2 separate regions of the Ovis aries genome follow, and region 2 is linked to region 1. The links are chromatin contacts, called in public Hi-C maps. All regions are on one chromosome and are shown on one strand. The core of a region is the stretch at or near the end of the contact, and the rest is flanking DNA. Distances in the headings are between cores, read along the strand shown.

The links. Hi-C and Micro-C count contacts between places; a contact is called where the count stands out from the background.
Region 2: a contact with region 1 is called in a Hi-C map of liver, with 3 times the contacts expected there. The contact joins the promoter of MXI1 here to the enhancer-like site in region 1. A contact is called at or near these places in 9 of 16 Hi-C or Micro-C datasets (blood, hypothalamus, liver and 4 more).

The regions. Positions count from the first base shown.
Region 1 is chr22:30,248,003-30,254,984 of ARS-UI_Ramb_v3.0, forward strand. No RefSeq gene overlaps it. Among named protein-coding and RNA genes, the nearest start is that of MXI1, 59 kb to the right of the region's middle. Within about 2 kb of position 2,564, at least 6 of the 54 cell types and tissues checked have an H3K27ac peak or open chromatin away from gene starts, as enhancers often do. A contact at or near this core is called in liver, where this site is marked.
Region 2 is chr22:30,306,413-30,313,394 of ARS-UI_Ramb_v3.0, forward strand. MXI1 (MAX interactor 1, dimerization protein) reads left to right here and starts at 4,264. Exons shown (of 6, transcript XM_027960481.3): 1 at 4,264-4,771. The coding sequence starts at 4,510. LOC132658413 (a long non-coding RNA gene) reads right to left here. Exons shown (of 2, transcript XR_009598041.1): 2 at 6,385-6,982.

The DNA of each region.
Region 1 (6,982 bases), core at 1,314-3,813:
GCTCTTGAACCTTCATCATGACACCCAGAAGACAAGATAGCTGTACTTTTGCATAAGATGCAGAAAAGAGTTGGGCAGAAGCTCTTTATCTTTGCTTTAAAAAAAAATTTTTCCAAAGTTGGGGGCAAGGAGAGACATTCTAAGGAAAGTTATTTTTAAAACCTGGAAAGACTGCTTAATCTAGTTATAGAAGTATTTTTAAAGATAAACTGTACCAACTTAAATCTTATTTAAATGGACATACTTGGAGATGATCTTCCTTGGAGAAAAATTCTAGCATATATGCTGGAGATCAGAACAAGAAGCCAGCCTTTGGGAGTGTTCAGAAACTTCATTTCTAAGAGATGACCGTTAGGGGGCAATATTGGGTCTAAATTTAGTTTTAGTTGATGGAGGCCAGTTACTTCAAAATGTCTATTTTAGGCTTGGATTTGCATCTGTTTTCTGATTATGAATTACTGGATGCAGAATCAGTTCAGTCGCTCAGTTGTGTCCAACTCCTTGAGACCCCATGGACTGCAGCACCCCAGGCCTCCCCGTCCATCACCAACTCCCCGAGCTTGCTCAAACTCATATCCATTGAGTCGGTGATGCCATCCAACCATTTCATCCTCTGTCATCCCCTTCTCCTCCTGCCTTCAATCTTTCCCAGCATTGGGTCTTTTCCAATGAGTCAGTTCTTTGCATCAGGTGGCCAAAGTATTGGAGTTTCAGATTCAGCATCAGTCTTTCCAGTGAACATTCAGGACTGATTTCCTTTAGGATTGACTGGTTGGATCTCCTTGCAGTCCAGGGGACTCTCAAAAGTTTCAACACCACAGTTTAAAAGCATCAGTTCTTTGGCACTTAGCTTTCTTTATGGTCCAACTCTTACATCCATACTACTAGAAAAACCATAGCTTTAACTAGATGGACCTTTGTCAGAAAAAGGTTGAGGAAAGTTTATAAACACTGAATTACTTCATGCATTCCTTACAGCCTAGTTATCTTGTTCTGACTTAGGAAGAATTAGTCTTCCAGAGAAATTGCACTTGCCTAACACTAGTCGTTCAGAGACGACTCAGCCAGGATCCAAGCACAGATCTTCAAGTCTGCGTCTCACGCTTGTCTGCTATACCGCAGTCTCCCTTGGAAGCCCATTGGATCATAACCTAGGAACAGATAAATAAACAGTATCTAAAATTCCCTGCAAATTAATGCATAGGACTTTATAATAGGAAAAGTTAAGAGAAACATATTGCAGAACAGAGCTCATGTATTATTTATCAATAATTGTTTTTCCTAAAATTCCAAGTCAGTCAGATGCTCTGTGACACTCCTGTGTTTCCTCTCAAGTGAGTTAAGATACTGATTGCTTTCCTACTACAACCTGTGATATTTAAATGCCATTTATACCTGAAATGACAAACTGATATGTTTTAATATTCCTTCCATAGCAAATGTTATATGTCTTAATCTAGCAGACAGGTGGACATGTCTCCAGTTAACAGTTATTTTTAAAGCCTGTATAATTTATAGTTGGTTAAGTCTTGATAATGAAGCAATGGTGAACGTTACTGATTATTTCTGCACAAACTGCTTTAGGTTCTGTCATTCTTGGGCCAGTGCTGACCTTGCTTGTAATAGTAAAAAAATAAAAAAGAAAATTCCTTATTTTCAGTCCCGAGTAACTCCTATCTCTAGGCAAAATACTAGTTCCTGGCTAATCTCTATATCTTAAAATCAATAGCATTGATTTTATTAATCCAGTTTGGATGTTCAAAAATAAAAAATTATTTTTCTAAGAAGTCATTCAGGCTCTCGCCTTCTGAATCGGACTGGATTCTGCCTGTGGAATGTGTACCTCTCTAAATAAACTTGCTTTTAAACACAAAAGTAATAATAAATTTCTAAGAAGTGATTCTAAAATGTTTAATATGCTTTTAAAATAATAGACAAACAATGAGTAAAAAATATTGTCTTATATAAGAGTCTGTACTACATATTATTTCAAACTGTTATAGACAAGATTTTTCCGCATTGTTTGTCCTTTTATATTCGACTTTCACTCCAAAGGGTCAGTAGAATGAGCCCTGAGGAAGGACCAATTTGGAGTGTTAGTTATTGGACTTCTTAGACCAAAGAATGTCCTATTGGGCTGATATTTAGACTTGAGATTTTTCAAGAAAAAAAGACTTTTCCAAAGCAGTAATATCCTAACAGACGGGAATGGAAATGAGGAAGTGGTGTGGTTATAAGGGGCAGACTGTTCTGTGGATTTCCCACTGGTCCTCTTGACTTAAATTATATTTTCTGGGTTAAACAAAAAAAAAACCCTGACAGTCCAGCCTGGACCTCAGACTGCGGTGCTGCCAGACGCTTTCCAGTGAGTTGCCAGACTAGCGTGTGTCCTTACTTCATGTACGAGCACTATTGTTTTATAAGCAGGATCTAAACTAATTGTTTTTTCCAAGAGCAATAGCTTCAGAAGATTCTTGCTGAGCAGGAGCTATGGAGGAAGTCGTTGCAGTACTCTATAACTCACCCCTTTCCTGTTGAGTAATGCTCTGGGGGCTGGATTTCAGTGGTGGCTGGTTGGGCAGACTTTGACTTTAGAGTAGGTGACCTCCTCAGTTTTATGAGAGAACATGTAGATATAGCCAACTTGCTGGCAGGCACAGGCCTACTCTTCCAAAGGTGTTTACTGGGCTAACAAGGTTAAACATTACTTCTTATCTGATTTCTATTTTGGAAATGTTGGCTTCAATTGTTACAACTGAAATGAAGGTCATTTGAGGCTATTAAGACAAACCAAAATGTATTCCAAGTATTCTGCACCAGGCCATGGTGCTGGGAGGAGGAGAGGGAAAGAGGGGAGGGGTGAAGCTCCCGCTGCACTTGGATGTTTCGATCTGTGTTAGTCACTCAGCCATGTCCAACTTTTTGCAACCCTATAGACTGCAACCCACCAGGCTCCTCTGTCCATGGGATTCTCCAGGCAAGAATATTGGAATGGGTAGCCATTCCTTTCTCCAGGGAATCGTCCCAACCCAGGGATCAAACCCAGGTCTCCTGCATTGCAAGCAGATTCTTTACCGTCTGAGCCACCAGGTGAAGCCCATTAAGCCCTTTAAAATACGTTGTGTGTGATAATTGTGTTTCATTTTTAAAATAATCTTTTAGGTAATTTTATATGATAGAACCAAGTATGTGAAATAACTTCGTATGGGTATGGTCTCCTGTCTCCATTTTGACCTTTAGGTTAACAATGAGCAAGAGTACATGCACATACCCTTGCTGAAGTCAGGCTGAGCATGGCTCAGTTAACTGCAGAAGAACAGGGGAGACTGGGTGGGGCAAGCTCTGGAATTCTCCCCACTCACTGAGCAAAGCCGGGCATTGGGGCAGCAGCTTGAGCTGAAGCAGGTAGTAGGAAGTGCAGCCCAGCGGGTGAAGCATGGAATCCGGAGGACGTGGCAGTCGACCAAAAGCACAATCTGGTACAGTGGTCTGTATCCAGGAAGTTAAGTCCCAGTTAGGAACCTGGAGCAGAACAGGACCGCAGGAACCGGGTAGCTCGCGTAGGAGCCCCAGCCCAGGGGCTGAGCTTTAAGAGCAGTGCTTCCTCCACTTCCTGTGGGGCAATGGCAAGATCGGGGAAGGACCTTAGGCTTAGGGGGTCTTAGTATAGTTCTTCAGAACAGAAACTCAGATGGAAGGAAAATGACAGACAGGGATCCTGTGATCAGAGCTGAGGTACACGGTAATGGCTAGGGTCCGAGGAGCAAATCAGTGATCAGAGCCAAGACACAAGGTCATGACTGGCCTGCAAACAGGCGTGACTTCTTGCTGAGTCCCAGAGCCACCTTAGCTCTTCCTGTCTCATCAGGACCAGTCCTGAAGCCCACAGCCTGGTGGCTCCAGCCAGTGGGGGCGAGGAGTGCTGCAGAGACAGGAAGGGGCCTGGCCTGAAGTTCACGATGGAAGCAGCCCCGTGATAACAGACTCAGCGGGGCAGCCAGGACAGGTTATTAATATTTCACCCTAGAACCTACCTGGGGGGGGGACAAGGGCCAAGCACTACCAAAACACTAGCTGTCAGAATGGCCCTGTGTTTTTCGAAGCTCTAGTGACAAATCTGGCCCCCTTCTGGAAGTCAGTATAAGCCACTCATCAAGAGTGCTGGTAATTGAGGATTTCCCTGATGGTCCAGTGGCTAAGACTCTGTCCTCCCAATGCAGATCCCTGATCAGGGAACTAGATCCCACATGCTACAATGAAGATCAAAGTTTCCGTGAGCTGCAAATAAGACCTGGCTCAGACAAATACATAAACATATACATACACTTTAAAAACAGTACTAGTAATTGGAGAGAAGAGAATCAGAGGGTGGTCTGTATTTCTCCTCCTGGAGTAAATGAGGCTATGATTTTAGGTGAGCAGAACCTTGATTCTACGTGGTGTATCCCCAGGCTCTTGGGTGATGGGTAACAACCTTCTGCCCTGGGCCAGGAGGCCTCACCGATTTGTCTCGCCACACTTGCCCGAAGAATGATCGCTCAGTCCACTCCTCCCCGCTGCTGCTAAGAGGAAGACTTCCTTGGGCCCTTACCTGTCAAACTTCAGGCCTGTCATCATCCTCTGTTTAAATCATTCTGTCCTCTACTCCAGGAGCTGTCTGTCCATAGAACATCTGTTCCTGCTCCCTGGCAAACAGAATCTCTTCACACCCGTCTCCCTTAACCTGCTTACCTAGCAGAAGGCTTGCAGCCTCTCCGGTGTCTTCCTAACTTTCCAGACATCCTCCACCTGGCCCCATTGATGAAGCATGTTACTCTCATCAAAATAACTTCCTTTTTTATCAGACTCCAATGGCACTTTAAGGTCATACTTATCTCAGTCTGTCTTAAATTAACATTGTTGTATATTCCCCCTGCAAGATTATGAACTATGGGAAAGCAGAGGTTATACCTTCTTTTTGTCCTCTACCATGCTTCATCGAACATAGATGCTGAATTTTTGTTGCTTATGATGGACACTATTGTTCATGTGGATGTCATCTTAACAATATGTACATAGCAAAACATGTTCTTGTGTATCTTAAATAGCCAAAATCAGGAAGGGGCTTGAAGTTAAAACCATGGTTGGAGTCACTAGTTTGATCTGCACAGCAGATGATTGCTACAGTTTACCAAGTGCCCACCCACCATAGGTAGGCATTGTCTGGCATGTTTTATGACATTATCTTAATTCCCTTTCCTGCACTGAAGGGAACCTGAGGTTTAGAGAGAAGCTGATACATTGTTTAATATCATTACATAGTAAGTGGTAGATCCAGGATTCAAACTCCAAGTCTGTTTCTCACTCTGCAGATTATTCACCAAATGCAGCCCTCTTGACAGTTGGTAGAAAAATCAAGTGTTAGAACTTGCAGCAATAACAGAGAAGCCTTCCCCAGGCTGTCTCTCTCGTGGCCAAATTGGCTTCTAGGTGAGGAAGAGTTAACCCAAGACAGACTGCCTGGGCAGCCCCACGGCAGTCACTAACTCAGAGTAGGGGAGAGCGTCCTGTGCACATACACAATATAGTTTCGTTTAGGAACCTGAGGACAACTTAGAGGATCTGTATAGAAAAGAAGACTGGGTGTTGGTCTTTTCTTAGCAAACACTACTACAGGTGTGCTACTAAATTAACAGTGATACAGTCACTGTGTCCTGATCAGCAGCGTGGTTTTTTAATGCATGTATTGCCCAATATTGCCCATTGAATCTCTGCAGATTGTTTAACTGAAGGCTGCTGTCATTGATAGAAGTTGTTGGCACATTATAAACTCCCTGGGTAAAGTGTAATAGCTTGGATTTACTGAGCATTGTGTGCTTTAAATGGATGCATTAATTTACTACTGCAAACCTCCAGATAAATACTATTATCCCCCATTTTACAGATGAGAAAACTGGCTTTAGAGAAGATGCCTAAGGTGGCAAAAGCCGGGATTGAAACCTACATAATCAAAGTTGAGAGCTTATTCCTTTACTGTCTTTGATTCCCAAGGATAATTATTATTTTATTCATCTTTTTCACTTACATGGATCTCTGGGGACAGCAGACATTAATTAATAAACTATTACATTATACAGGGTTCTGGGTTTAAGTTTTCTTTCACTCTCAGTCACTTTTGTGCTAGAATACTCTTTTGTTCTAGAATGCTAGCTATGGCACATGATACATTACATAGTATCTAATTCCAACTGTTGTACCAATAATACTCTGAAATTGCCACATTTGAAATCATTGTAGCCTTTTTTCCTTTGTCCAATAGTGGAACATTATAGTCTAGAGCTTATACTCTGGAGTCATAGAGACCTGAGTTTGACTCCTGGCTCTTTACTTTTCTATAAAATGAGTAGAATAATTGTGCTAACCTCTTAGAATGGTTATAAGAATTAAGTGAAATTGTAATATGCACAAAACCTCACATGGAGCTCAGAATCAATAAACCCTCAATTAATGTTGATATCATTAGTACTATCCCTTTGTTTGGTGTCCTTTATCTGCCAGGAGAGAATGCATATTAGAAAAAAGATTAAACTATAAATGGCTTGTCCCTTTCAATGTTATCTATCTGAAATGTTGTCATTCCTGTTCTTTTTAAAATTCTCTGTACAATTATGACTAAATTTCCAGTCTTTGAAAGAGGGTAGGCATTTCCCTGGCCATCCAGTGGTTAAGATTTCACCTTTCAATGCAGGGAGTGCTGGTTCGATCCCCAGTAAGGGAACTAAGATCCCACATGCCCTGGGGCCAAGAAATCAAAATATAAGACAGAAGCTATATTGTAACAAATTCAATGAAGACTTTTAAAAAAATGGTCCACATCCAAAAAAAAAAAAAAAATCTGGAAAAAGAAGGGCAGGAGATGACAAGGGATGAACATATAATTTAAAACTGGCCCTTTTCCAGTAAGAAAAAATTTTGTTGTTGGGAGATAAGGTTTGTAGTTTGG
Region 2 (6,982 bases), core at 3,014-5,513, 60 kb after region 1:
ACCCTTTAAAAACTGGGCATTGCATGGGAGAAGCCCAGGAACTGCCTGAGACAGGAAGGGCCTGCCAACCTCAGAGGTCCAAGAGAAGGGAGGGCAGAGTCCAGAAGAGCAGAGATAATGCCCAGGAGCAGATGACATCCGGGTGAGCTCCAATGTAGGGTGGAGGCTCTTTATCCTCTGCCCATGTCTACACCCACTGGTGAGTGTGTGGGTGGGGGTGGGGGCATGGGGAGTGGTTGAAGGAGGCCTAGTCAGCACTTCTAAGCCTGTGCAGGAGCCAGTGGGAGAGGCAGAGTCCCACAGTTCTAGTTCCTGCTATTCTGCTTGTGCCTAACAGTTCCTAACCTTCCCCTACCCCGACCCCCAACCGCCACTCCGAAACTCCTGGGCTTCCCTTGAAGCCACTTCTAATAGATAAAGACAAGATAAAGGCTCCCAAGGAGAGAGGGAGTCCTGAGCCAGCTCATCAGATCATTGCCGACAATCCCTTTCAAAGGGAAAGGTGCCCAGGAAAAGCTTGGCTAGGGAAGCTCTGAGGATTAGGACTCAAGAGACAACGCAGGGGACAGATCTCTTGATGGTATTTACCAAGCCTGAGTGCAAAGACCACAGGTCAAAGAGCAGAGAAGAACTTGACTGGTTGTGCTAACAAGGTCCAAGGAAAAGCTAGATGTTGGAGGGTAGCTTCAGGCAGAAAGGTCTAGTGAAGGGAGCACAGGTGAGGAGGAAGGGCAGGCTTAAGGAGCCCAGGAGAACCAAAGTGGTCCAGGCTGGGGAAGGGCATCCCATCCAAATGCAGGATGGGGAGGTCTGGGGGAAGCTCTCATATCACAGCTTCAGTACTTAACTAGCCTCTGTGTACCTGAAGACATAATTACAGGCAAAACAACTCCTTTGATGTAAGAGTGTAGTGTAGTCTGGGGGGGAAGAAGGACAAATAAAGAATGATTTTGCTTTAATATGCAAATAAGGTTGTTGGAAAAATATTGCCAAATAGGCCAAGCAAAGAAACAGAAGGTTGAGAAAATATGACCCAGGCTGAGTGGGCACCCAAGACATTTAGGGTCCTTGGGAACATCATGGCTGGCCTGACTGGGCACCGCAAAAATTCACTGCTTTTCTTTAACATAGTTCCCATGTTCCTACAGGCTGATTGCCTTCTCATTCCCTCCCTGTTCTCTGCAGATATTCTCAGCAAGTTTCCAAAGAGGCCTGTTTATTTATGGATCAAGGCTCCAGAGAGGGACCTCCCTGGTGGTCCAGTGGTTAAGAATCTGCCTTCCAATGCAGAGGATGCGAGTTCGATCCCTGGTTGGGGAGCTAAGATCCCATATGCCATGGGGCAACTAAGCGCATGCGCTGCAACTAGAGAGGAGCCTGCGTGCCACAACTATTGAGCCTGCACGCTCTGGACCCCGTGCGCCACAATTAGAGAGGCCAGTGCTCTGCAATGAAGACTCGGCGCAGACGAAAACAAAAAGGCCCAAGAGAAAGAAAAAGGGTATGAACAGCTCCTCCTAGGAAGCAAAGGTAGTCAGGAATGGCGCTGAGCTTGTGAGCCAGCTCAGTCTGCCCTGTGATATAACTTCTGAAACACCCCTCTTTACGTTTGGAGCCAACTTTATTAGAGAAATCTATTGATTGGGGAATGGTTAGGGAGGAGGGATGCTCACATGATTTAACACTTGATGGGCTCTAAAAAAAATAAGGAAGAGCCTTTGAGCTTTAGCACATTCATCGTTCCAAAGACACGTTACCAAAATGAATGTATGCAACTCTACTGTATGTGAGACTCTGGGGCACAATAGCCTAGATTCTGTGAAACAAAAAGGCATTTCTCCTGCCTCCACTGTGTCTCTTGTGGTGCCATTGTCTGATGCTAAGAACTCACATAATAACAAAAAACAATGCCCCTATGATGGGAGGGAAGACTTGATTTGGCACCAGCAGTGGTGTTTTCCATGGGAATGATGGTGGGGGCTGTGGCTGACTGTGGGAATAGTGCAAATCAGCACTTTTTTGTAGATTTTCTTCAAGCCATTGTTTATTTTGGCTTTGGTCAGATCCGTGGCCCAGCTTGAAGATTCCCACTGGGCTTTCTGAAGCTCACAGACCTATGAGAGATGAAACAGGGATAAATAAATAATGACAAAACACTCTACCCCTGCCCTGGCACTCATGTGTGGGGTGTGCCTATCTTGCTGGGTGTGTATACATGCAGATTGCAGTACAGTATATGTACACATTTGGCCCACACCTCCACCAGGGAATCAGAAACCAAGGTTTTCTCTGGGCTTAGAAAGTTCTTTGTCTCACTTTCACCAGGGGCAAGGGAGATCAATTTTTGCAAAATGGCATTGGATAAAACTTGTTTATACTTCCTAAAGTCCTTTGATGTTTATAGATTTAAAAATATGAGTAAATCAGATTGTGGTTCCAACAGAACAAAAAGTAAATAGCTGTTGTGAAGATGGAAAAAAAGTGAAGTGAAACCGTTAGTCGCTCAGTCACGTCCAACTCTTTGTGACCCCATGGACTGTAGCCTGCCAGGCTCCTCTGTCCATGGAATTCTCCAGCCAAGAATACTGGAATGAGTTTCCATTCCCTTCTCCAGGGAATCTTCCCAACCCAGGGATCGAACCCAGGTCTCCTGCACTGCAGGCAGATTCCTTACCAGGGAATGAGCCACCAGTGAAGGTGAACTTTTATCTCACACCTTTTAGGAGCTTCTTCTCTACCCTAGCTAAAGGATGCAGAGATCAATCAAGATGGAAGATGAGCAGGGAATATGTGTAATATGATCATATTATGGTCCAAAATGTGAATATATCGGCTTTAAAATGCCAAATACTGATTCAGCAGCAGGTTATTGGAGTCTAAAAATACACAATACTTCAATGAGGGTGCATGAATTTATTTTACATATATATATAGTGTTTTCTACAAAGAAACACACTTTCTCTCCTTTTCTCCAAAAGTTTTCATTTCCAGGAAAAGTCTTCCTGACAAGTGTGTGTGAAGCTGTCTCTAAGCAGAGTGGCTGGGTTGCACAACTCCAGGGGGCAGCATTCACTGTGTCTTCTGTATAAATGGTTTCCCTGGAGGAAACCTCCAGGAGACCTTGCAAGGCAACAATATTTAGATAGGCTTATTGCACAGATGTTTTTCAACAAAGTGCAGGAGAGTCTTGTTTCCTATAACTTATTTCTCCTTTTAGCTGCCAAGTAGGGGACTCAGGTTCTTATCTGGGTCTGTATTGGAAGAAAAAGATCATACTATGAGCATGCTGACTGCAGATATAATTTAATCAACTCATGAATCTTATCAGAGGTTTCATGGATGGGGAAACAGGCTGAGAGAGGTTAGGGGACTTGCCCAGGCACACTCACAGTCCAGTCTGTGTGCAGCAGAGCTGGGGCTTGAATGCCTCTCTATGGCATTCCCCAACGGCCCTGACTGCCACCACACTTCCCAGGCCTGGAAAGCATCCATGGTTCCTGCAGACCCTGAATGGTCTGCACTGGCAATGGAACAGTGTCGCCTAGGGTAGGGGTCTTCAGAACCAAAAGGTGGAATTCAGCCACGGTAGGGGTGGGAAGTTCCTGGGCTGCCACGTCCGCCTTTCTGCCAAATAAAATAAAAGAGAGCCAGGTGTGGAGGCTCCCTACTGTGAGCTTTGCACAGCTGGACTAAGGCTGGGAAGAGGAGTGTGGGGAGAGACGCTTCCATCTCCTCCCCCTTCCTGGAAAATAACTCTGCATTTGAAGGGAGAAAGAAAGAGTGAGTAAATTTGTAACTGGGATTTGGTGGCCTGGGGATTTCATTTGGCCCTGTGAAGGCAGATTTCTGTGCCTCTGTGTGTGTGCGTGTGCGTGTACGTGTGTGTGTGTGTGTGTATGTAGGAGTGTGTCTATTGAGGGGAGAGAACTTGAGGTAACGTGTATGATTTTTTTGGACTGGACTTTTATTTTTTAAGTCATAGCAGCTACCGTTGGAATCTAGTATGTGGTGCCAGGCATTGGTATTATTTTCACGTGAAGTAAAAGAACAACAGTTTAATAGTTTGTTTTTCTGTGGGTACGCTCCGAGCCCTCGAGTATTTTTTCCATTTGGGTTTAAATACTACGCTCTACAATGTGATAAGATTGGGGAGAGGCGGGGTAGTATGCCAGGACTGGCAGGGGGCGGTCCCTGCCTCGCTTGTCTCCGCCTTTCATTTTGACCAGTCCGATGGCGACAGGCTCGCACTAGGACCCAGGCGCCAGAGCGCCTCCGTCTGTCCTGTAGGTTCATTCAATCTCCCATACACACAGACCCACAGCGAGACCGACACACACTCACACACACTCAAACACACAACAGCACGCAGCGAGGCTCGGGAAGTCAGGTCGCCTTCTTGCCTCGGCGCCTTCTTCGCTCCAGCCAGCCGGCTTTCCCCCGGGGCCCGGAGCTTGGCCGGGCCGCGCAGCCCCGAAAGAGGACGAGCTCGGCGGACCCCGCGGTCCCTCCATGGGCAAACGCGGGCGGCCGCGCAAGGAGGCGCGCTGCGAGGGCGCGGGGCTGGCCCCCGCCGCGCCCCCGGCCGTGACCGCGCCCCAGCCCCCGGCCCAGCCGGAGGAGCCCGCGGGGGCCAAGCTCAGGTGCCCCTTCTCGGACATTTTCAACACCAGCGAGAACTCGATGGAGAAGCACATCAACACTTTTCTGCAGAACGTGCAGATTCTGCTCGAGGCCGCCAGCTACCTGGAGCAGATCGAGAAAGAAAACAAAAGTAAGTTTGGGGGCCCTGGCTCCTCTTCGGCGCCGGGCTCTTTCTTCCTCGCCCACTTGGGCGACCCCTGACGCCTGCTTAGCCCCCCTCTCCCCAACACACTCACATCTAGCCCTCGGCAGTAAAGCCGATGACACCGGAGAAAGGACACGCACGCACAAAGCTGCTAAAGATGTAACAAAGACGAGCAGGGGGTAGGCGGGGGGGTGGGGGGGGGGGGGGGGGGTGCTGTCGGTGCGTCAGTCTGTCCGTCTCCGGGAGGGTGGGAGAACCGCTGGGCCGAGGAGCGGGGGAGTGTTGTTGTTTGCTGACAACTGAGCCGAGAGCTCATCTCTTCGAGGTCGCGTTTCTTACTTTTTTTTTTTTTTTCCTCTCTCCTTTTTTTTTTTTCCCCCGGAGCCTTCTCGGGCAGACAAGTGTTGTTTTTCCGTCGCTCGTTCCTGGGTGGGGTGGGGATTACAAGACGAAAGTTGGAAACTGTAGGCAGAGCTCGGCGGTTCCAGAAAGAAAACACATAGACACACGACAACGATAACAACAAGCAAACAGCCCTCCACGGCGTGGGCTCCGGCTGGCTCGGCTCTGCTTCTTCCTCCTGTCTACTTTGCCTTTTCCTCTCTTCTCGCTGCAAGGCTGGGCTCAGGCCATCGCGTCCACGGAGACAGTGCCCCTGCGCCTCTGCTGCCCTAGGTGCCCCTGCCCCCGACTCCCCCCACCCCCAAAGAAACAGGCCGGCAAAACCAAGCACCGCCAGCAGCTCGCCCGGGACCCGCGGTGCTGCGCCCGGGAAACTTGGCGAGGGGGACTCAGCGAGAAGGAAACTTTGGGATCTCGCAGGAAACAATAGTTGTGGAAGAAGGTGTGGGCTGTTATGTGCTGTTTCTTTATTTTCCGGGATACGGCTCCCGAGTGAGCGCGCTGGGCGAGGAAGGCAGATGCCTTCCTGGTGGCTTTCTACTGCTCCCCCAACCCCCACCCCAGATTCAGGTGGAGAGAGATGGTTGCGGGCGGGGGTGGGGGGGGCGGGCTGGGAGCCCCACCCCGGCCTGGCCTCCTTTTTCATATTTGTTTGTTTCATTTTTGCCTGGGTCCCCCAATCCTCCCCACGCCGTCGCCTCAGCGCCCTAACGGGGGCACGCGAGTGCGGCGTCTCCAGCACGGTTCTCACAAATAATAGCTGCGAGGAGGAAGGGGCCGAGGCGGACAGGCCACAGACTAGAGAAAAGCTAGCTGTTTAATCTGTCCGAGCAAGTAGGAAGATCAATGAGATGAGAGAAAAAGAGGGGGGGGGGGTGAGAGAAAGAAAGGGAGAAAAATGGTCCGATTGCAACGTGTCAAGTCTTGCAACCTAACCCCCCCAAACACAACAACAACCCTCAAACACAAAAACACCCTAGATGACCGACACCCCAGGCCTTCGGGGTTAAAGTAACCGCGTGATGGCAGCGAAATCGTGCAGTAGCTTAAGGCAAAAACAAGGATTTGTGTTGGGAGGTTGGTGGTGCGTTCTTTTCTTTTCTTCTGTCCCTGTTTTCTCGGGGTGCCTGGGTTACGAGAAAGGCGCATCGCCGGCGGTTGCAGCCGAATCAGTTTGCGATTATTCCGGGTGTCGGGTGGGGGGCAGTATGCCTTCGCCTGTAGGGTCAGAGCTGGTGGGGAGGTGGGTGAAGACATGGTTTTGTTTGGTGTGTTTGCTTTTGTTGGAGGGGGAGGGGCGTGATTTCTTACTCTAACCACCCCCCCCCGCCCGGGTCCCCCATTCCCCCGAGTCTGTCCCGTGGCGCCGGCTTTGGCGGGGGGGTGCACCCAAAAAGGGCACCTTGGCAGTGAGTGGCAAACCTGGTTTGCCCCCGCCCGGTCCCCTCTACAGAGGGGTGTACGAGAAGCTGCTGGAGCTTCCTCCGCGTCCCGCGTCCCCCGCCCCTCGCACTCGCAGACAATCGGAGACCTCTGTTCCCCACCTCGCCGCCCCCACCCTCGCTCCCCGACCGCCTCGGCCGCCGCCACCTCCTTGTTTACCCGGTGCCGGGGCTCCGGCGTGGCCACCAGTCACGTAAGCAAAGGGCCGGGCGCGCCGGGCCGGACTGCCCCGCACGGGGCGGGCCAGAGGTAGTGGAGCCGGGCTCCGGGGACCGTGCAAGCCAAGGGGCTTCCTCCCGGTCCCCTTACGGAGGCATCCGCGCTGCCACCCCCCGAGAGGGGCTTGGGAAC